Linked DNA regions of Mus musculus: region 1 is linked to region 2. Evidence: chromatin contacts called from public Hi-C data. All regions are on one chromosome and are shown on one strand. The core of a region is the stretch at or near the end of the contact, and the rest is flanking DNA. Distances in the headings are between cores, read along the strand shown.

What was found. A called contact is a pair of places that touch in the nucleus more often than the background predicts.
Region 1: a Hi-C map of B cells shows a contact between it and region 2, with 5 read pairs. The contact joins the promoter of Paox here to the promoter of 9430038I01Rik in region 2.

The regions. Positions count from the first base shown.
Region 1 is chr7:140,124,189-140,127,656 of GRCm38.p6, forward strand. Paox (polyamine oxidase (exo-N4-amino)) reads left to right here and starts at 1,497. Exons shown (of 7, transcript NM_153783.4): 1 at 1,497-1,694; 2 at 2,138-2,627; 3 at 3,320-3,468. The coding sequence starts at 1,538.
Region 2 is chr7:137,408,472-137,412,190 of GRCm38.p6, forward strand. 9430038I01Rik (RIKEN cDNA 9430038I01 gene) reads right to left here and starts at 2,285. Exons shown (of 4, transcript NM_029886.2): 1 at 2,169-2,285. The coding sequence starts at 2,237.

The sequences.
Region 1 (3,468 bases), core at 247-2,746, 2.7 Mb after region 2:
GCTCAGCTGGGAACTGAACTCCAGTCCTCTGGAAGAGCAACGTGGGATCTCTCCACTCCATGGATCTTACACTCTTTCCCTTTCCTCTCCTTGATGTTCCCTGAGCGTTGAGGGTGGGGGTGGGGAGGCTGAGACAGATACTTCATTTAATGTTGTACACTCATAGGTCACTTATTCTCAGCTCGCGGACTAGTTGTGAGTCTCTGTACTAGTTGCTGCTCACTGCAGAAGAAGCACCTCTGGCCAAGGTTGAGAGAAGCATGAAAACCCAACATTTTAAAGGCAAAACCCAACATTTAAAAGGCAGTCTGATAACAGGATCATTTAGCAAAACAGCAGAAGGTCCCTGACAGTCCTGTAGCATGTGGGAATTGACACAGAGCAATGCCGCTGATAACTTTTTTCCTACAGCAGCCTGCATAGCAGCTTTTGACACTATGCAAACTAGCAAGCAGGAGGGAAGTTTTCATGTCTGCTCCAACTTGATTTTCTATGTCTTGTGAAACCAACTTGTTAGAAGTTTTAAAACTGTGTAGAGGAAAATAGTGAGTATTAAAGACTGGCATTTTTAATGAACCAGACCAGGTAGCTCTTTGTCTCCAGGTTAGTTTCCTCAATGTAGGGTGGGATGCTTTTGGTATCTTTGCTTGGGAGGGCAGCTTCAACTCCCAACTCCCAAGATCCAGTTAAACACTCTAACTTAGAAAGTGAACAAGAGTGATGTTTTGTAGCTGAGGGGAGGGCATGTGCCTCCTGCCCTTACCATATATCCTCTTCAGACGCGGATTTATGCCCAGTTCCCATCTATGTCAGAGCCATCACCCCCTCCCCATAGCATACAACCAGTGAGTTTTATTTCTCTATACCACAGCTAGTAGCTCTGAGTGAATGAGGGGATCAAGTACGTTGGTCAAGGACATTTTTGCCCCTCAGCCTGCTGAGTGGTTGGCCAAAACAGTGTTCTTAGCTTACAAGATCCCTGTCTTTGTGCTTTGGGTCAGCATGGTTACAGGACAGAACTTATCTTCTAAGCGGGTTGATTCACTGTGAGCCGACAGGCCAGTGGAAAGGAGACTAGAGCTATGGCGCACTCTATGCTCTGATACGAACCAGGAAGGATGCTTCTGGAAGACTATGCATCTCTATGGGGTTCTAGGCTCACACTGCCTAGTAGTAGCTACAGCCACACCCTTCTTAAGTAGACTATAGGCGGGTCCAAACAGGAGGAGGGCTGCTCAGAGCACTTGGAGCTTGAGCGCTTCTGGGAGCCGCAAGCCTACGTGGACCACACAGTGAAGGCCAAGGGACATCCATCTCCTCTCCTTCAGTCCAGTTCCGAATGTTCACCAAGGCTTTCCTCCCGTCTTGGCCCCTCCTCTGCTCCCCATAGGCCCCGCCCCTCGTCCCACCTCCAGTCCCACGCACACTCACTCGCTCCTTTCTACACAACCCCGCCTTCTTCCCCGCCTCTGGCCCCGCCCCGCCCGCCTCTGCTAAGGCGCCTAAGGCCAGGTCTCTGGAGGACCCTGAGCTAGCCATGGCGTTCCCTGGCCCGCGGGTGCTGGTGGTGGGCAGCGGCATCGCGGGGCTGGGCGCTGCGCAGAAGCTCTGCAGCCACCGGGCTGCTCCACACCTGCGGGTTCTGGAGGCCACCGCCAGCGCCGGGGGCCGCATCCGCTCGGAACGCTGCTTCGGTAACCGCTCCTTGGTCGACCCCAGACCCCATCCGGTTCCTACTGAGCCAGGAAGCCTTCCTTTTTTGGCTCCCGGAGTAAAGGAACACACCCTCCGTTCACTGAGCCTGGAAAGTCAACTGCCTAAAGTTAGGAGAGTACTCTCTAGGGAAGGCAACCTAGGGTCCCGCAGTTGCTTTGCTCAGCTTTGGGGTTTCTCGGGTTTCTCCTTAAGTGAAGGAAGCCTGTACAGGCTGTCTCGCCCCTCCCCAGGAGTTCCCGAAATCTGGTCTGACCAAGCCATGCCTTTAGGAACTACTTTACCCTGAGGAACAGGACCCTTGGTCCTGGTATACAAGGGGACCATGTGACTCTCAAGGTGTTCCTAGAGTATGCTTGCGAAAGGGTGGGGCTGCTTTTTCTGGGGAGAGGGCCTCCAGGTAGCATTTCCTGTGCCCTCCTAGGTGGTGTAGTGGAGCTGGGTGCACACTGGATCCATGGGCCCTCCCAGGACAATCCTGTCTTCCAGCTGGCTGCAGAATTCGGGCTCCTGGGGGAGAAAGAATTATCGGAAGAGAACCAGCTTGTGGATACAGGAGGGCACGTGGCCCTGCCCTCCATGATCTGGTCCAGCTCTGGAACAAGTGTGAGCCTGGAGCTGATGACAGAGATGGCCCGTCTGTTCTATGGACTGATAGAGCGGACCCGAGAATTCCTGAATGAATCTGAAACCCCAATGGCCAGTGTTGGAGAGTTCCTGAAGAAGGAGATAAGTCAGCAGGTGGCTAGCTGGACCGAGGATGATGAGGACACCAGAAAGCGCAAGCTGGCTATCCTGAATACTTTCTTCAACATAGAGTGTTGTGTGAGCGGCACCCACAGCATGGACCTGGTGGCTCTTGCACCGTTCGGGGAGTATACAGTGCTGCCTGGGCTGGATTGCATCTTGGCTGGGTATGGGCCATAGCCCTGCCAGCTCTGTCCCTACTGTCCAGGCAGAGGCACTAGACTGGAGAAAGGAGGGAGAAGGGGAGAGAGGAGGAGGCTTGGAGCGGGCAGGTGAGGGCACTGCCCTCCCCATTCAGAGGGATTGGTTTCTCTTTCTCCTAGTTGTGTTTAAGCAAAGATTCGTCTAGGGAATTGAGGAGGAAGTATCTTGAATGCTCATTTCTTCTGATATCCTAGGGTAGCTCCTGTGCCAGGTGTTACTCAAGGGCCTTCAAGTGCAGAGAAGCCAAGCAGGCTCCTTCCCTATGGCAGGCAGGCTTGTGCTTGCTTCTAGGAACAAAGACATTGATTGGGCGGGGCTGGTCTCCTATACCTCCCACCCACACCCCTAACATCAGGCCCAAGGCTTCTGTCTAGGAGATAGGATTTGTGATGTAGGAAGTGTGCAAACCTGGGGCTGGTGTGGTGGTGGGGAACTCCGGTTCTCATGGGAACCAGTCAGTGTTGTGTTCATTGACTTATGGGACCCTCATTAGTCCGGATGCAGATGTTAATGGTTCTGTGTTTTAAGGGGTTGCCTCTCTTTCTGGCTCTGAGCGATGCTCCTCTGGATGCTGGTGGCATCTTGGGTGGCTTATTTCTGCCAGTTCCCCTTCCAGGGCCTGTTTCACAGACACATCAACTTCTGTCTCTCCTAGTGGCTACCAAGGACTTACCGACCGCATACTGGCTTCCTTGCCCAAGGATACGGTCGCTTTTGACAAGCCGGTGAAGACCATTCACTGGAATGGGTCCTTCCAGGAAGCTGCTTTTCCAGGGGAGACCTTCCCCGTATTGGTGGAGTGTG
Region 2 (3,719 bases), core at 1,035-3,534:
CTAAAATAAAAGTAACACTTTGTTGTGCTGACTGGAAAGATGTAGCAGCATGCATTATGTCTACAGCCTTGTAGCAGCAAGGAAAATGAAATGCTGCATACCTGTCATCTCAGCTCTGGGAGGAGGCAGCAGGTCATTCTGGGTTATGTAACAGAATTTGAGGACAGCCTCAACTAGAGAAGACTCAGTCTCAAAAAACTACTAAGAGGTAGTAAATGAGGGGAAAACCGAGTATAAACTGGTCAATATGCAAGGAGAAGAGATAGCACCATTCTGCTAACAAACTGCCTACTCCTAACCTCTTCCATGCCTAAGTCTCAACAAAGAACCATAAACTTACGTAAAACATTGAGTGCAGTTTGAAGTAAGTTTACGGTGTAAGTACATTTAAGTTTATGCAAGGAAATCAATCCTTACATTTTACCAATGAAGACTCGGGAGCCAGATGCTGGCACAAAAAGTCTCCTTGTTCAGAGACAGAGAAAACACCCAGCTGGCCTTCCTCCTCAGTCGATGTCCCAAAAGCCATGCCCCCCAAAAGCCATTCTCCCACACCTTCATCAAAGAACCCCTTTAACTGCGTGTCCTTCTACTTCCTGTGTATCTCTCTGTCCATCTTCCTGCCTTCCTCCTTACTCTCTATGACGTTTTAATACTTCTATGTTCACTTCCTGTCACCTGTTGCTTGTTCTGCCTATTGACCATGGCTGACTTTGTTTTATCCTGTTTACAACAGTCAAGCTAAAAACGTTTGCATTTAAAGGTGTGTGCTAGGGCTGTTTTCCCAGTAAATAACAGAATCTGAGGGTTGAAGAGTGTGATCAAATATCCTGCAACAATTGAGGGTTCTTTTGTTTTGTTTTATTGGTAATTTTTTTTTTGTAACTCAACTGTGCAGGTACCTAGTGAGAACTCTAGAGGTTGTTGCAATGTCAGATGCCTTGCAGGCTCAGCTCCTGGGCAGCACTTGGCACAGCCAGCTTAGCCTACCCAAAGACTTCCACCTTCCCTTAAAGGAATGCTTAACTTCCCCTTGCCTTCTCCCCAGGTTTGGGGCAGGAAGTTAGGTGTCTTCTACAGACTAAGCACCTGGGCTTTCATAGTGCTCCATTTATAGGCTTGGCAGATATGGAACCGGTCTACAGAGACCTGTCTCTTAACCAACTATCAGACTATTCAAACAATGGATTCCAAAGAAATGGTAATTTCTCCAGGAATCTCACGCCAGCGTCCCAGAGCGGCGGCTTCGAGGGGGGGGGGGTAACTTGTCTCAAAGAAAGATTTCACACAGTTCTGTCAGACCCCTTCACAAGATGACACTGAAGGTGTGGGAGTGGTGGCTCACGCCTTTAATCCCAGCACTTGGGAGGCAGAAGCAGGTGAATTTCTGAGTTTGAGGCCAGGCTGGTCTACAGAGTGAATTCCAAGACAGCCAGGGCTACACGGAGAAAGACACTCCCCGCCCCCCCCCCCCCCAAAAAAAAGGACACTGAAGCCTAGACAATGCTAGCCAGACTATACTTTTTTTTTTTTTTTTTTTTTTTTTGGTTTTTCGAGACAGGGTTTCTCTGTGTAGCCCTGGATGACCTGGAACTCACTTTGTAGACCAGGTTGGCCTCGAACTCAGAAATCCGCCTGCCTCTGCCTCCCGAGTGCTGGGATTAAAGGCGTGCGCCACCACTCCCGGCTCAGACTATACTTTTGACACGGACTTCTTAGATATTCTTGGCTCTCTATTTCAATTTTAGTCTCACTTCGGGACTCCTGAGTCAGACTAGGAGTGATTTCCTCAATCGCTTTGTTCCTCTTCGACTAGGTGTTTTAAATCTTTTCCCGCTTTCCAATTTTAACTTGGCTCTTTCAGTTTGTTTATGAGGATAGATCGCCAGAGCGGACTTGTGGCGCAAGTTGTGATCCATGAACTCCATAACACTCAGAATACTACAGCTTAAGTCAAGGGAGCACATAGCTCCTCATCTTTGCGCAAGCGCAGCGGGAGGGGCGGGACTGTCCTCTGCCTAGCTCCACCCAGGCCCCGCCCCTGGCCCCGCCTCGGCAGCAGGCTTACGACGTCCAGCCCGCCGGTCATCCGGAAGGACCTCGCCCCGGGCGCCCGCGCGCCAGCTAGGACGCCACCTCCCTCTGCCCACGCCCTGCCCGGAGCTTACCGCGTCCCCTGCCGCTGGCAGCTCCTCCGTCCTCCGCCGTCTCCAGCGGCCCGACGCCAGGCTGTCCATGCGGCTTCACGTACCGCCTCTCAGGCCACTCGGAGGCGGGAACCACTCGACCACGTGTCTGGAGAAGCCAATGAGGAGGCGTGGGGCGTAGCCTAGACTCCACTGACTGCCCTCGCAGAGGGGCTGCAGGCAGGAGTAGCCGAAACCCGAATCTCCTACGGCCTGAAGTGCGGGTAATTCTTCCAGCAGCCACAGGTCGATGCCTCGCAAGCCCAAGCCGTGAGTGGCTTGTCGATTCTCGGTTCACAAAGTCAGTCCCAAAGGGCGTTTGTTTAGGATTTGCCACCCTTCGGCAACCCTTGGTCCGCGGGAGGCACGCCCTCCTCTCCTTCCTTGTGATTGGTTACTGAGTCCTGATAAGTAGATCCACGGACCAATCGGCACGCCTGAGGCTGCGCTGGGCGTTGTCTTTGGGAGTTGCAGTCTGACAGCTATCAGTTTTGCTCTATGGTACAAGAGAACTCGAATTCTCAACCTGGCCTAGTGGGCAGAGTCCTGCTGTGATTTTGCTGGCGGGTCGAGAGCATACACAGGAACACCGTGACCTGGGGCAGGGACAGCCACAGGCGTCGGGGATACGGAGTGGCTCTCGGCCTGGCTTTACGGAAAACTACACACTTGACTTCTCAGAAGCTATGCCAGGGTTCCTGCTGCAGCTTGAATAGGCTCTCCCTCTCCTCCCTCCCTCCAGGGCCCACCGCAAAGTTCTGAACTGTTCTCTACCAAAGCTCCCAGACCCCCATGCTTTATTGACGAATTAAATTAGAGCCAGTTCTTTGGCAGTGATTGTCTAGCAGTGGGCCTGTGAACTGGTTTGAACCAGTGGGAAGTAGAGAAGCTGCTTGGAGCAGAGACCGTAAGATCCCCTTTTCCAGTTCCAGTGTAGTGTTAGCTTCCTGGGACGATGGCAGCCTTCACATCACGAGGACAGCTAGTGGCAATGCTAGTGGGAAGTGAAGTTTAACACGAGATGGATTGTCGCAATCTCGTGTCACACACCCTTCCTACCTGGTGTATCTTTGGAATTATGAATCTATTGAATTTTTTAAAAGGCTTGGCAGTGTGTCTTGGTGTTGGAGTGCTTCCCTAGTGTGTTAACTGGGTGTTGTCTAGAGGAACCAAACAGGGTCTTAAAGACAGGAAGGTAGATGGAGGAAGGAGGATCAGAAATTCAAAAGTCAGAGGCTTGTGAAATGGCTCAGCGGGTAAGAGCACTGACTGTTCTTCCAAAGGTCCTGAGTTCAAATCCCAGCAACCACATGGTGGCTCACAACTACCCAAAATGAGATCTCATAATGAGAGCCGACACCCTCTTCTGGTGCGTCTGAAGACAGCTACAGTGGTACTTAATAAAATGAATAAATCTTTGGGCCAGAGCAAGCAGGGACTGAGCAAGCAGAGTTGACCTGAGCAAGTGGGGCAACCAGAGCAAGCAGAGGTCCTAAAAATTCAATTCCCAACCACCATATGGAGGCTCACAGC